Regions from separate parts of the Mus musculus genome. Here all the other regions are linked to region 2. The links are chromatin contacts, called in public HiChIP or PLAC-seq maps. All regions are on one chromosome and are shown on one strand. The core of a region is the stretch at or near the end of the contact, and the rest is flanking DNA. Distances in the headings are between cores, read along the strand shown.

What was found. HiChIP or PLAC-seq counts read pairs in DNA pulled down with a chosen protein or histone mark.
Region 1: a contact with region 2 is called in an H3K27ac HiChIP or PLAC-seq map of embryonic stem cells, with 2.5 times the contacts expected there. The contact joins the promoter of Kctd7 here to the enhancer-like site in region 2. A contact is called at or near these places in 1 of 15 datasets of contacts at CTCF or cohesin (the NIH/3T3 cell line), 3 of 115 datasets of contacts at active chromatin or transcription factors (embryonic stem cells and fetal liver) and 3 of 9 other capture datasets (adipose tissue, liver and pancreatic islet).
Region 3: an H3K4me3 HiChIP or PLAC-seq map of embryonic stem cells shows a contact between it and region 2, with 10 read pairs. The contact joins the promoter of Tmem248 here to the enhancer-like site in region 2. A contact is called at or near these places in 2 of 39 promoter capture datasets (liver and pre-B cells), 1 of 484 Hi-C or Micro-C datasets (erythroblasts), 4 of 115 datasets of contacts at active chromatin or transcription factors (cardiomyocytes, embryonic stem cells and extraembryonic endoderm stem cells) and 3 of 9 other capture datasets (adipose tissue, liver and pancreatic islet).

What each region holds. Positions count from the first base shown.
Region 1 is chr5:130,143,391-130,147,747 of GRCm38.p6, forward strand. It overlaps Kctd7 (potassium channel tetramerisation domain containing 7), which reads left to right and starts at 1,493. Exons shown (of 4, transcript NM_172509.4): 1 at 1,493-1,836. The coding sequence starts at 1,693.
Region 2 is chr5:129,964,272-129,968,704 of GRCm38.p6, forward strand. The region is part of intron 1 of Vkorc1l1 (vitamin K epoxide reductase complex, subunit 1-like 1); the gene reads left to right. Among named protein-coding and RNA genes, the nearest start is that of Vkorc1l1, 24 kb to the left of the region's middle. Within about 2 kb of position 2,325, at least 28 of the 459 cell types and tissues checked have an H3K27ac peak or open chromatin away from gene starts, as enhancers often do. A contact at or near this core is called in adipose tissue and embryonic stem cells, where this site is marked.
Region 3 is chr5:130,220,800-130,224,866 of GRCm38.p6, forward strand. It overlaps Tmem248 (transmembrane protein 248), which reads left to right and starts at 1,536. Exons shown (of 7, transcript NM_027854.1): 1 at 1,536-1,773. It overlaps Gm6598 (a long non-coding RNA gene), which reads right to left and starts at 3,067. Exons shown (of 2, transcript XR_377119.4): 1 at 2,935-3,067; 2 at 919-1,229.

The DNA.
Region 1 (4,357 bases), core at 243-2,742, 180 kb after region 2:
AGAAATCCAGTTCAAAAGGAGGGCTTGAGCCTTTTGGTGGTGTACTCTCCATCCACTTATTTTTGAATGGCTAATTTAAACAAATAGGAGGCATCTGATAAAGCCACAGCTTTGCGCGTACGCATGTGTGGGCAGGTCAGATGGAGAAGAGGAGCCCTGTTTGGGAGTGGGGTTTTCTCTTTTCTCATCTGTGGTTATTTAATTTTTTTCATTTTTAGCGTTTGTTTTTAGCAGTCTCATGTAACCCAATTTGGACTCACAATGTTATGAAGCTGAAGCTGGCCTTGACTTCCAAGTACTGATATTGCAGCGTGAGTCACCATACTCAGTTCCGTTATTATTTATTATTATTATTTATTATACTAGAGACAAGAGTTGAATTCTCAGAAATCCTTCTAACCTCTCAAGTCGCTGCAATTAAAGGTATTTGCAACCAAGGTTTTCCTTCCTGTGTGAGTCCACGGAAAAAGCGCTAGCACAGCAGCCATGTCCTTGCCAGCCATTGGTGTTGCAGTGCTCAATTTCTATTACACAGCAGGTGCCCTCAGCCCTCCACAACACATCCTCAAGGACAGCCTGCTTAGGCCTTTTTTCACTGGCCCGCTGCTATGGAGACAAACCAGCCAGTCCTGGGCCCTTTCCCAGGACACATGGACCGGGATGATAAAGTGGAGTGGCCTGGAGCTTCGCGCCTGCTAGTCAGAAAGCCAATGAAAGCAGGACCACGGTGCTGCCCCTATGAGCGGGCTTCCTGCCAATCAGGGGCGGAGGCCAGCGAGGACACAGCCAATAGCAGGAGCAATTGGGTGGTCTGTCCTTTCGGGAACCGCGCCGGGGGACCAGCGCTGTCGTTGAACGTCGGAAGTGCAGAACGCGTGCCCTTTAGGTGGCCTATAAGAATGGGACTGATCGGCAAGCCGTTGTCAGTTGTCACTCTAGTTTGAGACCTCGATGGTTGGATCAGACCTTTAACCGTCATAGCGGAGCTAATCGGACACTGCCAGTAGTAGGAGGCGACCGGGTGAGGCCAGAGATGCTACCTGCGCTGTGGTTGCTATGCGCAGAGAGCCGCTTCCCTAGATAAGTGGCCTGGACCAAGGGAGGTAGCGCTCCCGTTAGTTAGATAGCCAATCAGAATGGAACAAACCCAACCAGACGTGTTTACCCTATAATTGGACAATGCTCTTGCCAATCATAGCAGGAGTTCATGAAACCTCGGCCAATAGCAAGAAGCGCCTGGTTCCGATTTGCAGCGCAGGGTCCACGCGGTGGTTGCTGATCGAGGTCGTCAGTGGGCGATCACCTCCCCTCGGCCAAACCCTGGAGCAGACAGGCGTCGCTCGCGCTTGTCAGCCAAGAGCCAATCAGAATTGGGTAGGCCTGTAGCCACTACGGCTTAAGGCCGAATTGTTTGTTCTGTGATTGGGCGAACCTCCTGACAATCAGGGCGGAGCCAGCGAAGATTCGGCCAATGGCTGGAGGCAGCCAGGTCAGACCAGCGACTAACTGTAGGCGCGTTGGTCGTTAGACTGTTGGAGGGCAGCACAGGACATCCTAACTGCTTGCAGGTCCTCGGCGTCTAGCGCCCGCCGGCGGCCCATCTCGTCATGTCAGGCACTGCTTGGCTTTAGTTCTTCAGGCCTCCGCCCACCCGCCTACCCGAAGCCGCGCCCACCGCCCAGAGCCAGAGGGATGGTGGTAGTCACCGGGCGGGAGCCAGACAGCCGTCACTCGGACGGTGCCATGTCCAGCTCCGAAGCCGAAGACGACTTCCTGGAGCCGGCCACTCCTACGGCCACGCAAGCGGGGCACGGGCTGCCCCTGCTGCCCCAGGAGGTACCTGGATCGAGCGATGGGGGAAGGGAGGGCTGATGGGAAGCGAGGGAGAGACTGGTGCTTGCAGAGCTGACCTTGGGCGGAGAGCCTCCCAAGGAGCTATCCACCCCTGATGCCACTCCTACACTAGGTGTATCCTCCCTGCCCCGAGTCACCTGCACTCCAAGTCCCTTCTTCCCGTACTACCAGATGTCAGTTCCATTCCTGTATTTCATGTCACCTTTATCAACTAGACGAGGACTCAACACATAGCATGTTCCATACAATCCAAAGGAGGACCTGGGTTATCCAGGTGTATCCTCCAGCTGCCGGGGGAGTGGCATTAGAAACTACCTGCAGTTAACCTATCTGGTGCCTTGGTATGATTTAAGAAAAGGACACACCTGAGTGGACCAATTCTCATCCAGGTGCCGTTATGCAGTGAACAATCTCCATTACCACATGGGGTAATTTTATTTGCTAGATGGACAAGAGTGAACGGTAGAGGATTTGGGGTCAAGAAAGCAGCGAGAGCAAGGACATGCAGGAGATAAATTCGGGAAATAGGAGGGCAATGGTGAGTTGAACTCAGAGCAGAGATGATGGAGGGATTAGGGGCTTCATTTATCAGTTGCTGTATTGTGCTATGGAGTGGCTTCGTTAGTAGCCCTTCCTGTGTGTGACACTTTGCACCTGAACTGACCCTGGAGATGGATAGGAAGATGAATACAGATGTAGAGATGGATAGGAAGATGGATACAGATGTGGAGACTCGACAATCTGAGGGGGCTGGCTTGAGTGAGGCTCTCCGGCAGCTGACAGTATTGTGGTAGGGTTAGAATCCCCGAATTGCCAGCATCGTGGGAAACTTGTGAACATAAGCAAAATTCTAGACATAACTCTGCAGTCAGGGAAAAGGGCCAACACGGCGGTGACACTTTTTTTTGTGCACTGTCATTGGGCAGAAGTTGTGGTTTGAGTGACAGGACACACAATCCCACAGACTGTAGGCCAGCTGTCCAGTCCCGGCCTCCTGTGAGTCACATCCCTCCCTGTGAGTTCTAGGACTCTTTTCCCTGACTTTTTTTGTTTCGCATATGGAGCAAAGAAGTACATTAGTGGGTGCTGCCTTTTAGAAAGAACTCCAGAAGTGCAAAGCATTACACCTAAGTGACATCTGAGTCTTAGCGTATACCTAAAGTGGGCTTAGCATTTCTGCAGAAATGTGAAAGGCATTTTGCACCGTGAGAGTAAGAGTTGAATTTTTGGGCTTGGTGGTACACACCTCCAATTCCAAAGGCAGAGGCAGCAGATAAATGTGAGTTCCAGGCCAGCTTGGTCTATGTAGTGAGTTCCAGGAGAGCCCGAGCTACACAGAGAAACTCTGTCTCAAAATAATAATAATAATAATAATAATAATAATAATAATAATAATAATAATAGAGTTGAGCTCATACTTAGAATTGTAAATTTTGTGCATTTAATTCACTGATATTTTGTGAATTTTAGTCTCTACTGTAAGGCAAGTCTCAGGTACGTTTTATCTCATCTATTTTTGTCTTTTTTTTTTTTAATGAGGCAGGGTCTCTCTAGGTTGCCCACGTTGGCCTGGAGCTCACTCTATACTATGGAGTTCACTAGTCTAGAACTCAGAGAGTCTCCTGATTCTGCCTCTCAATGGCTGGGATCAAAGGAGTGCACCACCATGCACAGTGGAGTCTTTTTTTCCCCCCTAAACAAAGGATGTGTGGAAATTTGGGGAAAGGACTATTTAGATAACTACAAAGACTTTAGACTTTCACCACGGCCAGAGAGATGTAACATTGGGGGGGGGGGAATCTAGGATAAAATTTACCCTGAGATTTAGTTTAGTTTTAGTTCATCTGGAGTCAGCTGGTTGGAACTGGGACTTGAGGTTCTCCAGGCTAATAACCTTTACTGTTATTTTCCCGTCCTCACTTAGTCCTTGTGACCAAAACCTTGGGTGACGTGGAGACTAATCAATCGATATAAATTGAATGGGAGAGAATGGGGTGAGGTAGAGAGCGATGGTTGGTGCTGAGTGTGAAGCTCTGCGGTAGAGCTCCAGCATAGCACCTGCCAGGCTCTGGATAAGAGGAAGGCAGTGAGGAGTGGGTACCTCGATGCAGTCACAAAGAGCTTTTGGTCTCTGTTCACAACAGGCAAGCACACATGCTCTCCCTGCCTTTGGGATGCTTGGCACCTAGGAAAATGGGTTGGCAGGAAATGGTTGCCATTGTATGGAGCTAGGTGCTGTCATTGAGGAGAGTGTAGTGAAGGAATAAGGGGGGAATATGTACGGGATTCTTTCTTGGACGTGAGATGGAGGGAAGAGCCGTAGTGGTCATGGAATAGAGATGGAATGGACCCATGCTGCCAACTGTGTGGTGCCTTGGTGTAATTTAGGGTTGGACACACACCTGGGTGGACAGACAAAAGTGTCATCCAGGTGTTTACACAGTGAACAACCTACACACCACCACGTGTGGCAGTTTCATTTGCTAGCTGGGCGGGAGGAGAG
Region 2 (4,433 bases), core at 1,075-3,574:
CACCTGCTCAATAATTTTTCCTCTGGGCTTATCCAGCTTTGGGCCTATCCTCAATATCAACTTCTTTCTCCCTACACAATCTTTTATGCCAGGGTTATTGCTTCATATTTGATGATTTCTGAATGTCTGACCTGGAAAAAAGTGGCTTTTAATACTACTTTAAGACCACTCTTCTAACTCCCTCTGCAGTATTCACTGCAATTCCTGTGAATTGTTTATGGTAGGTAAGTCTGGCTTTGGTTAGTGTTTTTGTTTTGTTTTGTTTTTTAAATTGGGTTTTATGCAATATCATATCACTATGTAGTCCTTTCTGGCCTCAAGTTGTGGTCTTCTTGCCTCAGCCTCCTGAGCGCTAGAATTTATAGGCATGCACCCCCAAGCCTTGCTATGGCAGGGTTTATGGATGGGTATGGAAACAAAGGAAACAGTTAAAGACTGAGGCTTATTGGAGGGCTGTGCATCATTAGAATGAGGGGAGGGGGACCAGGGGCTAGAGAGATGGCTCAGAAGCTCTTCCAGAGGCCCTGAGTTCAATTCCCAGCAACCACATGGTGGCTCACAACCATCTATAATAGGGTCCAGTGCCCGATTCTGTTGTGTCTGAAGTCAGAGCACTTCTGTACATTAAAAACAAACAACAAAAAAAAACTCAACCAAAAACAAAACCCCAGAACAGTGGGTCTGTAGCAGAGGCAGGTGGATCTCTGAGTTTGAAGTCATCCTGGTCCACAAAAAAGAGTTCTAGGACAACCAGACTACACAAAGAAACTGTGTCAAAATAAATAAAACAATAACAATTAAAATACCCAGAACAGGTCATCTTAACATTGGAAAGGAATTAACTTCTGGTTATTTTTCTGGTTATGTATATAGTAAAAAGGATAGACTTGATTTTTTAAAAAACTAATTGATTACATTCTAAAGTTTGTTTTTCTTCTCTGTGCTGTTGCTAAGTGAAGAAATCCAAGGCACTAAGGCACTATGAAGGAGAGAGTTCAGTATTAGACATGAAAGTGGAGCAAATGTCAGGAGAAAGGAGGGAACTCATTGCTTGGACATTACAAAGAGGGTGCATTGGGCTGAGTAAGACAAAGGCTTTAGATGTGAACCGAAGGCATCACCATTTGACTTGCAATATTCTATCTAGCAAGAGCAGAAAAACTAGGGCTGAATCTAACCCCCTGGCTTAGTTTCCAGAAGGAAAACTGTTGTGGTGCCAAGACATCCTGACAAAAGTGACTTAAGGGAGAAAGGGTTTATTCTAGCTTATAGTCTGCAGGAACTTGAAACATCAGGGATGCTTTGTCTGCAGCCAGAGAGTAATGAATGCCCGAGTTCAGTTTATTCTCCCCATTTTATATAGATCAAGGACTAGTCCAACCTCCAGTTAAAATGGGTCTTTACACACCAATCCACATAACCAAGAGGATCCCTTACGGGCATGCTCAGGGGCCCATCTTCCAGGAAAGTCTAAATCCTGGGATGTTGACCGTACTCATCATACTTTGCTACCTTAAGAAAGCAGCAAACAGGGCTGGTGAGATGGGTGGCTCAGGGAGTAAAGGTATCTGATGACCTAAGTTCAGTTCCTGGGACTCACATGTTCAAAGTGGAGAACTGACTTCTGCAAATTGTCCTCTGACACCCACGTCGCTGCCTCTCCCTGTAAAGAAGTAGGAAAGAGGAAAGAAAAGAAACCAGAAAACTAGCTGGGCATAGTGGCCTTGTCCTGTAATGCCAACACTTGGAAGGGTGAGAGCGGAAGAACCTCTCAAACTGGAGGCTAGTCTGCTACAGTGAGACTATCTCAAAGAACAAGCCAGGTGTTATGGTGAGCAACTGTGAGGGTAGTGAGTTCCCTACTTGGGCCAGAGCCACCAAGCCCAGACAACTGGCTCAGTGTATATATAGTGTACTGCCTAGGCAATGCAATCCTTAGTCCTGTCCTCAACACTAAAAGAAAAAGAAACCAGTAAGCATACAAGATAGCCGTTTGTAGGTACTGGGTAATACTGAGCAGAGATTTCTCAGAGAAAGAAGCAAACCTGAGCTCTTGGGTTGTCAGTTCATATAGAAGTTTGCAGGCTGCAGAATGAATTAAAGGACCCCAAATAAAGTTGATGGTCTTAACTTGGTTGGGAAGCTAGACATAAAAGTTGGCTAGAGTAGGAGAGAAGGAAGAAAATTTGGGAGTAGATTACCTAAGTGAAAAAGATATAAAGAACTCTAGACAGGCAGAGGGTCTAGGTCTAGCACTGATCTGAACTTGTTTGAGAGGGAGTACTTCAGCACTGGGAAAGCCTTAGGCAAAGTGATCCAGGACCTCACACAGAGTTGGACATAGATTGTTCCTACTAGCTGGAGTGTTTGCAGGCCATCAAAGGGTATGCATGGCCCTGGGGTGAGGCTAACTCAGCCCTAATTAAAGGTTGTGCTGCACCCACCCTCTCAGTACAGAAGCAATTTTGAAGGCTGATCCCAAGCAGCTTAACACTGTGTGCCAAAACAAAAAACCTCGAACGAAAAAGAGAAAGCGGTATTTTAGCATTCAAAATTACCAAGCACAGAAAGAACCAGGGAAGTGCTTCAAATGAGGAGAAAAAACAGTCTCTGAGATAACACACTGGAGAAAGACCTTGAAACAATTAATGGGTTTGTTTGTTTGTTTGTTTGTTTGAGAAGGTAGAAGAAATGGAGGTAAAAATGTATATTTTATTCAAAAAAGCATTTAGAGATGGTAAAGAACACAGATGAGGAAGGCATCTATAAAGATGTAACAATTTAAGCAGAAATGGAAGTTAGAAAACTGGAAATAGTAATAACTCATCAGGCACTGTACCAGGGGCAACAGTTTAAGTCAAAAGCAATCTAACGTGCATCTGGAGCCCCTGAAAGGATTAAGAGAAGGGAAACTTCCGACGCACCCATTCCAAGAAGCTCAGCAGAAAGAAAGGTGACCACACCAAGACACAGCCAGGGCCTCGTTCCAAGCAAGAACTTTACTACTTAGCTTTTGTTGCTTTAGATTGTATCTGCTCTGCACTTTCTGTTTTAAACTTGTCAAGACATGCTTCCTAGGTGGGATGGTTTTTAAAAGATGAGATTCCACTTTGTGTTTCTTAAACTGACCTTGAATTTGTCATCTAAAACCTTGACCCCACCCCAGCCTCCCAAATGCCTAGAACTACAGACACACCACCAAGCCCGGGTTGAACAGTCTTTCATCTCTCTAAAGTCTTTTCCCAGATCTCTAGGTTACTTTGTCACTTTATGATGATCTACAGACAGGAAAATGTCCCCAAAACATTAATTTTTATTTTTTTAATGTATTTAACATGTTTTTTGAATATGAATGTTTTTCCTGTGTTATGTGTGAATACCTGGCACCAGCAGAGGCCAGAAGAGGCTTTCTGATACCCTCATTGTGGAATTGTAGGCAGTTGTGAGGCACCTGACACAGATCCTGGGAATCAAACTCGGATCCCCTGCAAGAGCAGTGCACTTCTTCACTGCCATCTTCCCAGCCCCCATAGCCTGCATTTTTCTACTGAGGAGCCAGAAGGAAATTTATTTATTTATTTATTTTTAATTAATTAATTTTGTGTGTGTGTGTGTGTGTGTGTGTGTGTGTGTGTGTGTGTGTGTGTTTGGAAACAGAGGTTCTCTATGTAGCCCTGGCTGTCCTGGAACTCTGTCTGTAGATCAAGCTGGCCTCAAACTGATAGAGCTCTACCTGCCTCTTTCTGCCTCCTGAATACTGAGATTAAAGATGTCTGCCTGGCTTAGCAGGAATTTTATGCAGAATGGAAATTTGGGATTTTGTTTTGGGATAATCTGTGAGTAAAATGAATTATACCTGGATCGAGTGGCATACACATGTAAACCCAACCATAGGAAGGCTGAATGAAGCAGGAGGATTGCTAGGAGAGTTTGAGTTTGAGGCTAGCCTGGACTAGCAAGGCCCTACATAAACTTCTTACCTGAGAGAAAGATTACAGAGCAGTGCTTAAGCTAAGGCAGAGGACTTGATTCAAGGACATTCTCGCCGAGCATTGGTGGTGCATGCCTTTAATCCCAGTACTTGGGAGGCAGAGGCAGGTGGATTTCTGAGTTCAAGGCCAGCCTGGTCTACAAAGTGAGTTCCAGGACATCCAGGGCTATACAGAGAAACCCTATCTCAAAAAAAAAAAGACATTCTCGTTCGTCATTCGTACCCAGCCCCACCAACAGCTCCTGCAGTGCTGAGTCGATTTCCTATGGAGGTGGAACATTGAACTAGTGGTGTGTTTACTCACAGTGGATTCTTTGAAGCAGAGTGGGAGTGACAGGGATGTGTTCCACCCTACGCCTCAGTCTAGGTATATGAGTGTCAGAGGTCTCACTGAAAAGTCAGCCTTCAAACCAGCTTTTGATTTCCTCCCTCATACCTGAAA
Region 3 (4,067 bases), core at 286-2,785, 260 kb after region 2:
ATAAAAATAACAAGAACTGTTGTCAGTCAGCCCTTGTAAAGAGTACAGAAGACACTCTGTCTAAAAAAACCTCTCAGCAGCTTCTCCAGCCTCCTAGGTTTAAGGCCTTCCTTATCTGAGTTCTGCTTGATGTCATAGACATCGATTTGATCACGTTTTACTGTGTATTTCTGCCTTTCTACCTGCTCCTTGCACTTATTCAAAACCAAAAGCATAGCAGTGGTAGCTCATTGTCTGGAATGAGAGCACACACATGCTGTGCACACACAGACATACACATGCAGATGTCTTCTATACGATTTCCCTGGAACTATTTGGCTTTGAGGTTCTGGAGGAGACAAGCATCAGAGTTCCACTTACACATTCTATGGGAAGCCATCATCCATTCTGGGTGAGGACTTTCCAGTGTAGTTGCTTTGAGGTCACTCACCCTGCTGGCAGTAACCTCTTGCCTATGCTCTGTAAGTAAGCCAGATACATTTACTGGCATTCCAGGGGGAACTTTGGTTTGTCACCGAGACCTTAGGAAAAGGGGATAAACATCGCATAGTCTTTACCTAAGGAGAAAATTCTCACAAATGTTCTCATGTCTCATGGCACACCTTTAATCCCAGCACTTATGGATCTTTGAGTTTGAGACCAGCTTGGGTCACATAGTGAGTTTTAAGTCAGCCAGGGATGGATTGAAAGACCTTATCTCTTTTGTTTGTTGGTTGGTTTGGTTTTTTTTTTTTTTTTCAAGACAGGCTTTGTTTAGCCCCAGCTTCCTGGAACTCATTCTGCAGACCAGGCTGGCCTCAAATGCAAAGATCTATCTGCCTCTGACTCTTGAATGCTGGGATCAAAGGACAACCTTCCCACTGCCCAGCAACCGTGTCTTTAAAGAACAACAAAAAAAGTCAAGACCAGACAAATGGATAAGTGTAACTGATCTCCTGGGTTTTCAATAATCATGTACAAAGGTCAGTATTAATGTGGTTAGAGGAATTTAAAAAGGATAATATTTTGCTGCTTCTAAGGTCAGCTAGGTCCTTGGGGACTGAGACATGGCTTGAAATGAATTGTCCTGTTGTCCAGAAACGCGACAGATTCCCATCCAGTGGATCCTAGAGTCCCGTCTACAGAGAGGAGGGTGGTATTAGTGTGCTCAAACACCATGACTAAGGTAGTTGGCTCCTCATTGGGCTCCAGAGAGAACAGGAAGCCAGCTCTTGCCATCCACGAGACCCCTGTGTCAAAACAAAAAATTCCAACAAAAATAAACGAAAATCGTGTCCTCTTTACTATCTCACGCCATACACACCAAGACCTGCAGAAGCACTTCGGGACGGAACCGAGCAAGCTCACGGCAGTTCGCGAATGCGAGTGATAAATTTCAGGCAGCTCCGTGTATGCTTTTCCCATTTGCAAAACGAAGACAGTCTGCTTCTCCTCCTAACCCCGACCCCACCCGCCGCTCGCCCCGGAGCAATTCTGTCCCTTCCGCGCCGCCGTCGCGCGCGGGCGGGGTCAGAGGTCACGGCGGCGTTAGTGGTGACGTGGTTTTCTGCCTTCACCCGGAAAGCCCGGCGTTCGCAGCGCGCGGAGCCGGCGTCCCGTTGGCGCGCTCTGGCCTGGCTTCGGGTCGTCGCTTCGGCCCCGAGGAGCCGCTCGCTGTCTCCGGAGCGGCGGAGAGGATGGTGCGGGGCAGCCCGGGGCCCGCCGCGCGCCGCCGCGAGTGAACAGGGCCAGGCCGCGGGCGTCCGCGGGCTCGAGCCGCCAGTCTGCGGGGCGGTGAGTAGGAGACGGGGTCGTAATCGCGGGCGCATGGGCCGGGACCGGGGACCCTGAACCCGGGGCCCACGGCGTGCTGGGCGGATCGGTGCGCAGGCTCTCCCAGCCACCCCAGCTCCGTTCACTCCTCTATTAGCTGACCCGGTCCTGTTCCATCCTCCCGAGGCCTGCGGAGTCCTGCTCCCTCAGTCAAGGCTTGTATAGGTCGGCTGAATAAGGCTGCGTGGACCTACTAGCATCCTTTGCAAGTTTTAGAAAAAAAAATGATTGTTTTGGAAAATTATTTACATGATGTGTTTGTATTATCTTGTCTGCGCACGTGAGCGCAAATACCCACCGACTCCAGAAGAGGGCGTTGTGTCCTTAGACCCAGAGTTACACTCCATTGGTAGCTGCCTGATGATGGGGTTGCTGAGAACTTAACTCTGGTCCTCAGGAATAGCAGGTATTCTTAACCCCGTAGCCATCTTTCCAACTTCTCTGTGTGTGTGTGTGTGTGTGTGTGTGTGTGTGTGTGTGTGTGTGTGTGACAGAGAGAGAGAGAGAGAGAGAGAGAGAGAGAGAGTGAGAGTGAGAGAGTGAGTGTGAGTGTGTGTGTGTGTTCAGTTTTAGATTTGTGACTTGACTTTGGGTTGTCAAAAATGTATCCAAAAGAGGGTTTAATGCAGCCTTAACTGGCTAGGATTTCCCTATGTAGACAAGACCCACCTTCAACACCGATCTTCCCGATTCAGACTCCGTAGTTCAGAGATATAGGCGTGGGCCACACTGCCAAGGTTTCACAGTGTAATAACGGTATTGTTTTGGTTTTAATCTGAATCCTGGAGTCTGGGGTCTCCTGCAGCCTTAGATAGTCCAAACCCACGACTCAGTCGAGGCTGACCTTGATTCTCTTAGACTCCCTAGTGCTGCCGTTGGCAGGTGTGCACTGCCATGCCGGTTAAGCCCGGCTAAAACATAATTTTTTTTTTTTTTTAAAGACAGGTCCACTGTGTAGTTCAGGCTGGCCTCCAACTCTCTGTGTAGCTTGAAGTTGTGATCCTCCTGCCTCAGCCTCATATTGGGGTGTTGTTAGCTGTGTGGTACCAGGCCCTGTTCACAGAGTAGTGGTAGCCTGGTGGCAAGGCTAGTCAATACTGGGACAGGGGGGTGATTTCTTACCTGTCCCATAGTTGTATAATACAACAAATCACGGGAGGATTTCCACATACTGTAAGACACACAGCTTTAGTTCTGATGCAGAGAATCCAGAGCTGTGAGTTTAACATAATGGAAATAACCTGAAGCCATGTCACAGTTCTGGAACTCGTATTTTCCCAGGCTTCTGTCGTTGCCTTGTCTGAACATTCTCAGGAGCCCATGGTTTTAAAGCTTCGTGTTTCCTTTTGACCCTTCTTCCCTCTCTCATCTAGTGCTCTCCTCTTTACACACGAGCATTAGAGAAAACTGGGCCTGATTTGGGGGTGGGGTGGAGTGGTCGGGGATACAGAGCACAGTGCAAGGGTGGTGGACCTACAGGATGGTTTTTGTCAGTATGGGAAGTCTGTAGAATTCTAATTATGGGCCAGACCTAGTGGCACACGCCTGTGATCCCAGATCCTTGTGAGCTGCCACTGGAGCTGCCACCAGCCCAACCCAGGTGCCCTGGAAGATTAACTGAGCCTTCTTTCTATCCCCACAGAACTTTAGTTAGACAGCTAAAGTGTTTATTGAAGACGGTGTCTCCGATGATGTAGTTGGTGTGTTCGAGGCATGTGGAATTGATTGGTGGGAAGCCCTCTTGCTGGGCCTGGTGTTGTGTGATAGCACAGTGAGTTAAATGAGAGTCCTCTGCCACTTACATGTCTGCTTGTATCATTGTACATTACCTAAGCTGTATGCTGACACGGAGACTGATACCCACCTAACAGTGTCGGAGAGATTAAAATACCTACCAGGGTGTGCTAAGCAGTTGTTAGGGTGTCCACTACATGGCATATGTTAAGTAGTTATTTTCTCCTTAGCCTCGTATAATCTGGTTCTGCCACAATCCACAATTAACTCTTGTGAAAGAGAGTGTTGTTTGTTTGTTTTAAATTTATTTATTTTATGTGTCTTAGTACACTGTCCTGTTGCTGTCTTCAGACACCCCAGAAGAGGGCATCGGATCCCCTTACAGATGGTTGTGGGCCACCATGTGGCTGCTAGGAATTGAACTCAGGACCTCTGGAAGAGCAGTCAGTGCTCTTAACCCCTGAGCCATCTCTCCAGCCCTGAAAGAGTTTCTTATATTGGTTGGTTTTTTTTTTTTTTTG